Regions from separate parts of the Capsicum annuum genome. Here region 2 is linked to region 1. A link is a contact called in public Hi-C data. All regions are on one chromosome and are shown on one strand. Each heading gives the region's core, a stretch centred on a gene start, on an enhancer-like site or on the middle of the called end of the contact. The rest is flanking DNA. Distances are from core to core; before and after follow the strand shown.

Region 1 (6,588 bases), core at 1,138-3,637:
CGTACGTGGAAGAGCATCCCAGCTCTAACAAAAGTTACTAAGATATAGGCAGCAAAACAAGAAACACCACAAAAATTTTGACTTTTTAACAATTTGATAACACGACGAGATGACATTAATCGTAACTCAGACTATATTTACCTTTTGAAGAACATGGACCTTCTCCCACTTGTCTTCGGATAGTTTATAAATATGTACTTCGCTGTTGTTAGGACAAAGTGCAATCACTGCAAAAGTAAGTTATATAGGCATTAGCAACTCTTCCTAATTCCATCAAGTAACATCACATGAAACAAACCACTACATACCACACAAAGCATACTCTACTACTTGTATATTCAGATAAAAGCACCACTCTCACTCACAAATAAGCGCAGCCCAGTACACTAAAGTTCATGTATGCGCAGGTTCCAAGGAAGGGACCGACCACAAGGGTCTATTGTACGCAGTCTTACCATGCATTTCCGCTGGAGGTTGTTTCCAAGGCTTGAACCCGCAACCTCCTGGTCACACATGAAAGCAACCTGGTCACTCTCACTCACACATAGATCATGAAATTTACATTAGTGGATAAATCACTGCACTCGAACTACTCCTCATGGCAATAGGTACAATCTTAACATAAATACCTACACCTTAATCCAAGGGTATCGCCAAGTGGTCAATGAAGTGAAGGAGAACCATGAGGTCTCAAGTTCAAATCTCCATGGAAGCAAGAATTAATAGGTGATGGGGAGAGTTATCCAGAACCTGTAGGTATAACACGGCGAAGCTAGTGGGCACAAGGGGTTCATTGCTAGAAATTGCACTGTACATATATAAGGTTAACAACAACAACCTACCCAGTGTAGTCCCACAAAATGAGGTCTGGGAAGGATGAAAAGGATAGAGTGTACGCAGACCTTACTTCTACCTCAGAGGTAGAGAGGTTGTTTCAGAATAGACCCTTGGCTCAAGGAAAAATAAACCAAAGCAATCCAGAAAAGGAAGCCTGTACATAAGGTTAAAATTATGTATGTATATATATGCATATAATTGAAATCCCTTAGAACCTTTATCTGTTCACTTCTTTATATTTTGAATCCCATTAGTGAAAATCCCGACTCCACCACTACTATATAGAATAGTTGAGGCAGACCTTACCCCTGTTTCATTGTGTATTAGTTGGAGTAGAAAATAGTGGGTTCAAACAATGACAGACAATTACCAAACCTAGCATTCCATAACCATTATGAATGAGAGAAACTCTAGAAAAGGTAAAAATTTATCCATCGTACTCACAGCTTGTTTGGATGGTTGTTACCTGTTGTATTGTATTGTGTTGTTAGTTTAAACATAATGTTTGTTTTCATAGTTCCTTAAATTTAATTGTACCATATCTTAAAATCCAGCGTTAGGTAACAATGAAAATTCTCATTTTGTGTAAGGACCAATTTGGTGTGATTGCATTGTTACCTTATTTTTTTCTCATTCTATCTTCATTTATTATTAAAATTCTATTTTATCTTTTATCCAACTTTTTTATAGCAGCCCTTGCCCGTACCCTACTTTTCCTGTAGGTTTACACTTCGACCTTAAAATTATTGATGTGTAACATTATGTAACAACGAAAAATGATACAATCCATCCAAATATTGTATTTATTAAAATAATATGTACCATACAATGCAACACAACAAAGCACAATACAATATAATACATTATAAAACAATGTGTAACAACTATCCAAATAGAGAGTCAATAAAATAAATGAAAGAAAAAAAAATCTATGTGCTACCCACTTGAACATAAGACTGTAAAAATGACATTTTTGCAGAAAATCCACCTTTTTAAGCACTACAACTCTGTAGATGAAGCACAACCAGAGCAATATGATGATTCTTTTAGCATAAAAATTCACTTTTTTTCCTTTTACCATAAAAAAGAAAAAAAAGTCAGTCTGGTGCACTAGGACTGTGGAGAAGGGCAGAGCACAAGGATCTATTTATTGTAAACAGCCTCATCTTAAATTTCTCCGAGATTACCAGTTTCGAATTGCAAATAATCTTAAAAGATTAAAAGTGATGAGCAAAAGAGATTACTGGATAGGTCAGGACTCCAAGCATGACAAGTAATGCACTGAGCAAATTTATGTACTGAACTTGCTGCCATTTTATTTTCTGGCCTACAAAATAATTAATTGATCAATTAAAAAAAATCGATCTCCAGAGAAAAAATGGGAAGAAAATGGAAGATCTGAAGAGAAAAATTGCGAATTACGAAAGGATCTATACCTGCAAAATGAGATCTAGAAATGAAAATGCTGAGTAAATTTGTAATTTATAATAGTTTATTTCAAGAATCCAAAATGCTTTTGTTGATCAAAGAGAAAAGGACAAAACTGTGGGGTTGTAAATTAACAGTAATCGAAAATAAGAGGACTGAAATTATAAATTTAGTTTTAGCTAACTTTTAAGGCCCGGTGGGTATAGAAGCCCACAATTAGTTTGCTTCATTGGGAAATTACTCCTTTCGTTTCGAAGGGTCTCTTTGGAAAATCAGATTGAAATTGGCGTAATTAATGGGTAGTAATTAACAGTCTAGTAATTACACAGTTAAGTAATTATGATAATTTATTTAAACTGACATAATATAATTACATTATAATTACAAGAGTATTATTTGATTGGTGCAATCATATAGTTATATTAAATTTTTAAAATAAAAGTTAGTCATCAAAATTTAAAAATTTATATTCAAATAAGAATTTTTATAAATGATTATAGAAAAGCCAAGAAGGCTAATGCTTGCTACTAATGTGGCAAAGTTGGCCACTTTGCAAATGATTGTAAAGTAAAAAAAAAAAAGATTAAGAGTCTTACCTTAGATGAAGAAGTTAAAGACTCTTTATGCAAAATATTGCTTAATTCCTCTCCGAAAAATTCTAGTTCGGACTATAGTGATAACGAGGAAAACTATTCGTCCATGGATGAAGATTTACGAGTCCATAAAAATGAAGATTATATGTCTTCAGAAGATAAATGTCTTTCCTGCCAACAAGGACAACCTTGTACTAACATGAAAGAAGAAGGTGTTTTTTATAACATCTACTCTCAATTTCAAGTTTTAGAAATAAATGTCCTAAAAGAAGATAAATTAACCCGGGAGGATAACCAACCATCTACCAGTTATTCTTGCAAAGAGGAGAAAATTTCTCGTATTCCCTCCCAAAAAGGACCTTATACCAGACAGAAGTTCAAAAACTTTTAAAGGAAAGACAAAAGATTGTCAATGTCCCTGCAACAACCCAAGACCTTAAGAAGGAGATTGATAATCTCAAAAAGGAAATATCCTTTCTTAAGAGTCACAATTTATCTTTGGACAAAAGGGTTTCTGCCTTAGAAAACCCAATTATGACACCTACTGTAGTAAGCCCTACTCTTCCTTTGCCTAAGGAAGATTTCCTCCAAACTTTGGAAGCTGTTGCCAGCAGCATTTTTATGCAAAAATTATTCTTTTAATCAATTATAATTATAAAAAAGAGTTTACAGCTCTCATTGACAGTGGGGCAGGCTGTAATTGCATTCAAGAAGGATTGATACCTTCAAAATATTTTGTGAAAATCACTCATGTTGTAAGAAATACTAATGGTCATAAGATAGGGGTAAAATATAAAATCCCCAAAGCATATGTTTGTCAGAATAAAATATGCATGCCAGAAATATTCGTTTTAATAAAAGATATCAGTGACGAAATTATTTTGGAAAAACCTTAGTTTGTGCATATGTATCACATAATTCAGTGGGATGAGAATGGTGTGATTGGCACTTTTGAAAACAAACAAATTCGATTTGAATGGTGTGAACCACCGTATACCAAGTATATAAACCTAATAAAGAAAAAAAATACTTTCTAAAATCAAACAAATGAATTTCCTGAAAAATGAAAATTGCAGTTTATCTATTGATCAAACTTTTCAAAATCTTAAACTGATTGAAAAAATTGAACTGTTAAAAAATCAATTTTCAATAGAAATATGTGGAGATCATCCAAATGCTTTTTAGCAGAGAAAAAAGTATGCGGCTAGCCTTCCATATGAAAAAAGTTTTCAAGAGGGCAATATCCCTACTAAAGTCAGACCCTGCCAAATGAATTCTGAATACTTAGAATTGTGTAAAAAAGAAATTGATTCTCTTTTACATAAAGGTCTTATAAGACCTTCAAAATCTCCATGGTCATGCACGGTCTTAAACATGATGAATAGGAAAGAGGAGTTTTGAGGTTGGTTATAAATTATAAACCTCTCGACAAAGTCCTCAGGTGGATCAGATATCCAATCTCAAATTAAAAGAATTTATTAGATAAATTATATGATGCTCTAATATTTTTTAAATTTAATTTGAAATCAGGTTACTGGCAAATTCAGCTATTGAAAGCAGATAAATATAAAACTGCTTTTAATGTTTCAATAGGACAATTTGAATGAAATTTCATGCCATTTGGACTGAAGAATGCTCCTTCAGAATTCCAAAACATCATGAATGAAATATTCATGCCCCATAGCAATTTTATAATTGTCTATATTAATGATATATTAGTGTTCTGAAAAAATATAGAGACACATTTTAAACATCTGAATCTTTTCAAAAAGATCATCATACAAAATGGCTTAGTCATATCAAAGCCAAAAATATTTCTTTTCCAGACAAAGGTAAGATTTCTCGATCACAATATTGACCAAGGAAAAATCATCCCTATAAATAGAAGTATTGCATTTGCTTTTAAATTTCTAGATGTTATAATAGATAAAACCCAATTGCAAAGGCTTCTGGGTAGTCTGAATTATATCTATTCTTTTATAAAGGATTTGACAAAAGACATAGCTATCTTGTATGATAGTCTGAAGAAAAATTCAAATGCATGGACGGAGAGTCATACTCTCACAGTAAAAAATATTAAAGCAAATGTTAATAACCTACCATTGCTTACTTTGGCAAATCCTAATTGAAAAAAAATCATTGAGACTGATGTCTCTGACATCGGCTATGATGAAATTTTGAAGCAATATTCCCCACAAGATAAGCAGGCCTATATTATTCAATTTTATTTTGAAAAATGTAATGTCAGCCAGAAAAATTATGTAATTGTGGCTAAGGTTTGCTATAGTCAAATGTATTTTAAAATTTCAGGGCGATCTTTATATCAAAGGTTTATTATAAGAACTGATTGCTAGGCTATTAAATTTATTTTTAATAAATATTGTAAGTACAATGTGTTAAAGCAAATGTTTGCAAGATGGTAAGCTCTGTTAGCTCCATTTGATTTTGAAATTCAATATTTAAAAGGATTAGATAATAATCTGCCCGACTTTCTTACTCGTGAATATCTAACCTAATTTTTTTTATGTTATACAGGATGGCATCTTAAGGTTTCAATTCCTCTTACAGGGGAAGAGGAAGAGGTAGATCAACCTCCACCAAAGGCAGAGGTAATGTCTTTGCCCAGATTGGTAATCAAAGGTTTGTAGCCTTGAACATTGCAAGTTCAAGTACATCAGATCTTAATACCGATTAATAGATGTACCAAGAATTCTTGGATTTCATAAAATCAAAATCCAAAAAATAAGAGGAGCCCTCATATGCTACTGCTCTCAAAGATAATGATAATGAGAATATGAAACTCTATGGATGAAACAAAGTAGAAGAGGTTATACTTCTTCTTGAGAACCATGATCTCAGATGGAGAGAAAATCCATGGCAACTTATGCAAAAGTACATGAATAATACATTTTACACTACTACCACATATAAATACAAGAAGCATAACGAGACTATATTATCTCAAACAACATCTGCTGAGATTCAGTATTTATATGCAAGTGGTAATGTCAGGTAAGATTATAATTTCTTCAAGATTATAATCAAAAAGATTTTCATTCCTGAGGAATGGGGCTTGAGTACTCTTAAAGAAAAGGAATATATTTATCCCGAATAATAAAAAATCACAGTTAAATATAATTATTGGGATTATATTGAGAGTATTAATAAGACTCTATTATGTGAGAATCCTGAACTCATTCATGGTTTATCAAAGTTTGTGAAAATGTCTACAAACAATGTATACCAAATTAGTTTACTCAATGGTGGATCTTATATGGTCCTTCGGCAAAAATTTTGCTTGAACCTCTCAAAAGTCTTTATAATGACTAGATAGAAGTATCACCAATACTTCTCAAAATGCCGAAAGAGCATATCTATTTTAATGAAATATCGACAATGTATTTCTTCATCGAATTCTCCATTCCTTGAATCTTGAAATGTTTCATAGAGGTAAAACCAAACCTCGACAATCTCTCATGTTTAATGAGAATTTATTATACTAAATTCTGGAGTAAGTTAAATCAACAAACTGCAAATGAAAATGTCTATAACCATCAATTAATTGAAACAATAAAAACAAATGTTACTCAATATAAACAACAGAAGGAGATGGCTTCGTTATATGAACAAGAGGAACACAGTCCATTCAAGAACATTGCTCGTAAATTTCAAATGAAGAAAGGAACAATGTCTAAACCAGAGATACTAACTTCATACATGAAAGAAATCA
Region 2 (6,588 bases), core at 1,260-3,759, 160 kb after region 1:
CATACATGTTATACAGTAAAACATAAGGACCTGAACTCTCTGGTTCCAGGCACATTAGCGCTTCAGCTGCTATTCGCGCCAATTCAACATTATTGTGCACCCTACAAGCACCTAGTACTGCACCCCAGACAGCCTTATCTGGCTCCACTGGCATAGTGTTAATCACTTTCATGGCCTCCTCAAGCTGTCCATGTCGACCAACAATATCCACAAGAGAGGCAAAGTGTTCAACCTCAGGTATGATGCCAAATTCAGAGTCCATAGATTTAAAATATAACCGACCTTGTTCCACTAAACCAGCATGAGCACACGCATTCAGAACTGAAATGAACGTGATGCGAGTTGGTCTCACTTTAAGGCGCTTCATCAATTCAAAAAGCTCTAGGGCTTCAAATGCAAAACCATGGGATGCATAGCCTCCGACCATTGCATTCCATGAGATTACGTCTTTTTGAAATTTCATCCTTTCAAAAATTGTCCTGGCTTCATGTATTGCGCCACATCTTGCGTACATAGTTATTAGGGAATTGTTTAAAGGTATATCAGGTATAACAGTCTTTGTCACTAACTGATGAATCTGCATACCTAGAAACAAAGCCACAGTTTCAGCACAAACACTTAGAAGTGACGAGAGTGTGTGTCTATCAGGTTTCTCTCCTGCCTGTTGCATCTCACTGAATAACTTTATTGCTCCTTCATAGTCTGCATTTCTTTCACAACCGGAGATCATGGAATTCCAAGAAACCCGATTCTTGTGGGGCATCCTTTCAAAATAATCATGTGCCAATTCCAAATTTCCCGTCTGTGCATATCCCGAGATTATTGAATTCCATGATAGCACATCAGGATTCGGCATTTTAGAAAACAGGTCTGATGCTTCATCCATATTTGAGGCATGAACATAGCCACAAACCATTGTGTTCCATGAAAATGTATCCCTCTCCGTCATCTGATCAAAAAGTTCTCTTGCAGAAACCACATCTCCTGCTTTGATATATGCCATGATCATGGAATTCCATGATACGACATTTCTCTCAAATCTCTTATTTCTACTAATTCCTTGACCACTACAACATGGTACTTTATCAAAAAGACGTCTAGCATCATCAACCCTTCCTTTCTGACCATATCCAGCAATCAACGTGTTATAAGCATGAACCAAATCTTCTTTCCCGTCACTACCCTCTCCAAATTCATAAAGAACATGTTCCGCCTCATCCAATTCCCCATTCTGCGTCAAACCCGATACAAGCACACCAAGAGAAGCTGAATCTCTCTCCGGCATTTTCTTAAAATACTCAACAGCAGTTTTCACATCCCTATTCCTTAAAAACCCTGAAATCAGCGCGTTCCACGACACAACATTCTTATCATCCATACACTCAAAAATCTCCACTGCTTCACCCATTTTCCCAGCTTTAGCATACCCACTAATCATCGTATTCCATGAAACGTAATCTCTTTCAGGCATTTCATCAAACAACTTCCTACCTTCCTCCAAATACCCATTCCCTTTACAAGCCAAATACCCCGAAATCACTAAATTCCAAGAAAAAACATCTCTTTGCGGCATTTCATCGAACAGGTTTCGTGCTTTAACAATCTCACGATTTTGCACGTACCCACTGATCATTGAGTTCCATGTAACTGTGTTTCGATGAGTTAACTTATCAAATAATCCTCTGGCATCCCCCAGTCGACCATTTCGAATCAAATTCGTTATGTTCCTGTTTGCTTTACACACTTCATTAGGCTGAGCATCATAAATCTTACGACTCAATGTCGAATGATAACGTATTTTTTGGCCTGATTCGTGAGCAATAACATATGGTGCAATGTGAAAGGGAGTCTCGGTGTAATGGGTAAACTTGTTGTCATTTGACCAGGAGGATTGAATCCATGAAAACAGCCTAAGGCCTCGCAGAATAGATCCTTGTGATCTACTTTTCTCCAGAGTCCACACAAAAGGAAACTTTAGTGCACCACTGCATTTGTGCATGGCTTAGCAGTTAGGTGTCTATTAATTGGAGCATGAATAGACCTCTTTAAGCTGCTTATGTTCCACCACCAATGTATCATCGCTAATAAGATTTTGTATTCTTAAGTTACGCAATTAGGCATTTGTATTTGAAAAAAAGAGTTTTCAAGTTGAACTAAAAAAGAGTATTGTAAGATGAAGAAGTTGTGTCGGAAACGAGGAGTCTTATTAACTCGATTGGTTGCTTATTTTGAAATTTCACGTTGTTGACGAGGTTACCGTTTCCCGTCTTGCAATTGTCTTCTCCATTTCCCCTGTCCCAATTCTTTTTTTCTTTTTTTTTTTTTAAAAAAGGTGTGTTTGGAACTCAACTAGAGGCATAAGTTGCCAGTTTCAGTTAATATTGTTAGAGTTTGTGATCCAAATTTTGTTAATCAGATCCTAAAAAGCTTGTGGTAATTTTTCATTGGGTTTGTGATGGTAGCGTAGGGATCGAACTGACAGTTTTTTGGTATGAACTTGTATGTTTTTGGACCTAGGATTTATTTATATGCACGTATTATACAAGTGCGTCTAGTGGGCTGTTTTGGGTTGTTCGTATTGAGACTATCGTCTCCACATTATACTCCTCTCTATTATTAGGGGTGTGCATCGATTGGTTCACTTCGATTTTATGTGTTATTAGTTTGGTTTATCGATTTTTGATTTTTAAATATGTAAAACCAATAAGATATTTTCTTATCGGTTTTGGTTTATCGGTTTTTGGTCCTTAATGGTTCGATTTTCGGTTTAACCAATAAGAAAATACTTATAAAATAGAAATAGTAACAACTAATATAAAAAATGAAATCTTAGTTACCGTCAAAATCCTACGCAATGCATTTTAGTTTATAAGAATCTTCAAACTTGAATTGAATGTTAGTTAGAAAAAAAATTAAATCCTAATTGTTGGAAGCTATAAATGCTTCAAGCTTTTTAATACGATAATAGCCGAGCTTTATATTGTGCCTTTGTTGCCCTGAATAGATTAATACTTTGTGAATCGCTGAATTGTGAATAAGTAATGTATATAATATATACACATACACATATCTATCCATCTATATATAGATAGATAGATAGATAGATAGATAGATAGATAGATATAGAGAGATATTTATAAATATAAAATATAAATAGGGGTAAAACAATAATATAGTGTATCCTTATTAGGTTATCGGCTTAACCGATAACCCATTAAGCTAAAATCAAAACCGAACCGTTTACCTAATAAATTTTTTTATAAAACCAATAAAAAACCATTAACCCAATAACTCAATACCAATAACCCAATAACATTTTTATCGGTTCGGTTTATCGGTCGGTTCGGTTTTTGCACACCCCTATCCATTATAGTGAATTCCTCTGCCTCTATCCATCGATTTTCCCGCAAGGATTTTCATGTAAATCTGTGTGTTCTTGTTTTTCCTTTTGCTTATTTTGTCTGATTCATAACAAACTGATATAAGAGCTAGACCGATTGTTTTCTCGGAGATGGCAACCATGAAGTATGATATTCTGTTGTTGGATCGCAACACTAGATTTTCGTTATGGCAGGTTAAGATGCGGGTTGTGCTCGCGCAAATGGATTTGGACGATGCTCTATTAGGGTTTGATAAGATGCCTTCATCGTGGATGAAAAATGACAAACAACGTAAGGATCGAAAGGCTCGGTCTCAGATCCACCTTCATTTATCCAATCAGATTCTATAGAATGTTTTGAAGGAGACCACTGTTGTTGTATTGTGGTTGAAACTGGAATCGTTATGTATGACGAAGAGCCTAACAAGTAAGTTGCATCTCAAACAACGACTTTATTCCCATCACATGTCTGTGGGTGCGTCCTTGGAGGATCAGCTTCAGTCTTTAAGAAAATCGTCTCTGATTTAGAAACTCTGGAGGTTAAGTATGATGAGGAAGATCTAGGGTTGATTTTGTTGTGTTCGCTGCCTGCATTATACATAATCTTTAGAGATACGATTTTATATAGCCGTGATACCTTGACCATAGATGAAGTCTATAATGCATTGTTCTCTAAGGAGAAGATGAAGTATCTTATAAATGGGTCGGAGACACAAGGAGATGGTCTCATTGTTCGAGAAAGGACTCATGAGAGGAATTCTAGGGGTGGTGATAGGAATAGGTCAAAATCCAAAAACAGAAACAAAACATGTAATTACTGCAAAAAGAAGGGCTATATCAAATTTGAGTGTTATAAGTTATAGAATAGAGATAAAAGGGAAGCTCCAAAACCAAAGGGAAACCAACCAGAGAAGTCCGGTGAAGCCAGTTTTGTTGAAGATGGCAGTAGTGATAGAGAACTCTTGGTAGTTTCTGATGGTAACTCCAAACCCCGTGAGGATTGAATTCTCATTTAGTTTGCATGTTTCATATGTGTCACAATCGGGATTGGTTTACAACATATTAAACAGTCTCTAAAAGTATTGTGTTGATGGGAAATAACACACCCAGTAAGATAGTTGGTATTGGAACAATCAGGATCAAGATGTTTGATGGGGTTGTGCGGACACTTGGTGATGTACAATATGTTGCAAACCTAAAGAGAAATCTTATTTCTTTGTGTGCTCTTGATTCGAATGGATATAAGTACACTGGTGAAGGTGGAGTCCTGGAGGTTACTAAAGGTGATCTTATTGTGATGAAGGGATAAAGAAAGACTGCTAATTTGTACATCTTGCAAGGCTCTATGATTACATGTGATGCTGCTGTCTGTACTTTCTCTCAATTAGATAATGATGTTGCTAAACTTTGGCATATGCGCCTTAGGCATATGAGTGAAAATGGGATGGCTGAAATAACAAGGAGAGGACTTCTTGATGGGAAAAGTATTACCAAATTGGAGTTCTATGAGCACTGTGTTTTTGGGAAGCAAAAGAGAGTCAAATTCACTAAATGCATCCACTCAACTAAAAGCACACTTGATTACATTTATTCTAATCTCTGGGGTCCTTCTATAGTACCTTCTAGAGAAGGTGCTAATTACTTGTTGAATATTATTGATGATTATTCCATAAAAATTTGGGTGTTCTTCCTGAAGCAAAATAATAATGTGTTGCCTACTTTCAAGGAGTGGAAGACTATGATTGAAAAACAAATAGGGAAGCAGGCAGACTGATAATGGTTTAGAGTTCTGTTCTAATGAATTTAATGTTCTATGCAAGTTAAAATGAATTGTACAGCACTTAACAGTTCATCATACTCCACAGCAAAATGGTGTGGCCGAACAAATGAATAGGACTATAATGGAGAAGGTGTATTGTATGCTTTCTAATGCTGGTTTACCTAAGTCTTTTTGGACCGAAGTTGCTTCCACAGCTTAACTTCTTATTAACCTCTCTCCCTCAGTTGAGATTGATAAAAGGACTCCATAAGAGGTATGGCCTGGTATACCTGCTAGTTGTTCTGATTTGAGGATATTTGGATGTCCTGCTTATGCTCATATTAATAATGGGAAGTCGGAACCTAGATCTGTCAAGTGCTTATTTATGGGTTATAAGCCTGGTGTTAAAGGTTATAAGCTTCGGTGTCCAGAAAATAGAAAGGTTATAATTAGCAGGGATGTTGTGTTGATGAAACTGTATGCTTCGGGCTTCCTCCAAATCTAGTGCTTCGCTCCCAGATGAGTCTAGTGACATAAATTAACAAAACTCAAGCACCCACGTTGAATTGCGGATTGGAGTAGAGTCTACACCAGTGCCTACTTCTCAGTCTAGCCTGGAGATACAGAGTGATACTATTTTTTTTCACCACTAGTGATGCCACAATATTCTATTGCTAAAGACAGGCCTAGAACAGATATTAGACCTCCTCAAAAGTATGCTGAAGCTGATTTGGTTGCTTATGCATTAAATGTAGCCGAAGGTATTGATTCTGGTGAAGAACATTTTTTTTACTCAGAGGCAGTTAGTTTTGATAATTCCAGCCAATTGATGATTGCTATGCAGGAGGAGATAGAATCACTTCATAAGAATGACATATGAGAAAACAATCCATTGCAAGTGGGTATTTAATAAGAAAGAAGGAACATCGGGAGTTGAAGATGCTAGGTACAAAGTAAGACTAGTTGCTAAAGGTTATAGTTAGATTCCGGGTATTGACTTTACAGATGTGTTTTCTCTAGTTGTAAAACATAGTTCAATTCGAGCCTTGCTTGGTATTGTGGCCATGCATAATCTTGAGCTTGAACAGTTGGATGTCAAAACTACATTCTTACATAAAGAAATTGAAGAGGACATCTGTATGCAAAAACTAGAGGGTTTTGTAGCCTCAGAAAAGGAGGACTATGTATGCTTGCTAAAAAAGTCTCTTTATGGCTTAAAACAGTCACCTAGACAGTGGTATAGGAGGTTTGACTCTTTTATGACTTCTCATATGGTTTGGAAAAGTAGTTATGATAGTTGTGTCTACTTCAAGGAGGTAAGTGATGGTTCATTCGTGTATCTTCTCTTGTATATTGGTGATATATTGATAGTAGTAAAGGATATGAGAAAGATAATAAAAGTCAAAGCCCAGCTTAGCAAGGAGTTTGAGATGAAGTATCTAGGAGCAGC

Evidence for each region. Hi-C and Micro-C count contacts between places; a contact is called where the count stands out from the background.
Region 2: a Hi-C map of leaf shows a contact between it and region 1, with 2.1 times the contacts expected there. The contact joins the promoter of LOC107848364 here to the promoter of LOC107848113 in region 1. A contact is called at or near these places in 2 of 5 Hi-C or Micro-C datasets (leaf and placenta).

What each region holds. Positions count from the first base shown.
Region 1 is chr11:37,182,633-37,189,220 of UCD10Xv1.1, forward strand. It overlaps LOC107848113 (actin-related protein 2/3 complex subunit 1A), which reads right to left and starts at 2,388. Exons shown (of 13, transcript XM_047398727.1): 1 at 2,274-2,388; 2 at 2,082-2,164; 3 at 142-227. The coding sequence starts at 2,151.
Region 2 is chr11:37,345,783-37,352,370 of UCD10Xv1.1, forward strand. It overlaps LOC107848364 (pentatricopeptide repeat-containing protein At1g62260, mitochondrial), which reads right to left and starts at 2,510. Exons shown (of 2, transcript XM_016693124.2): 1 at 1-2,510. The coding sequence starts at 1,999.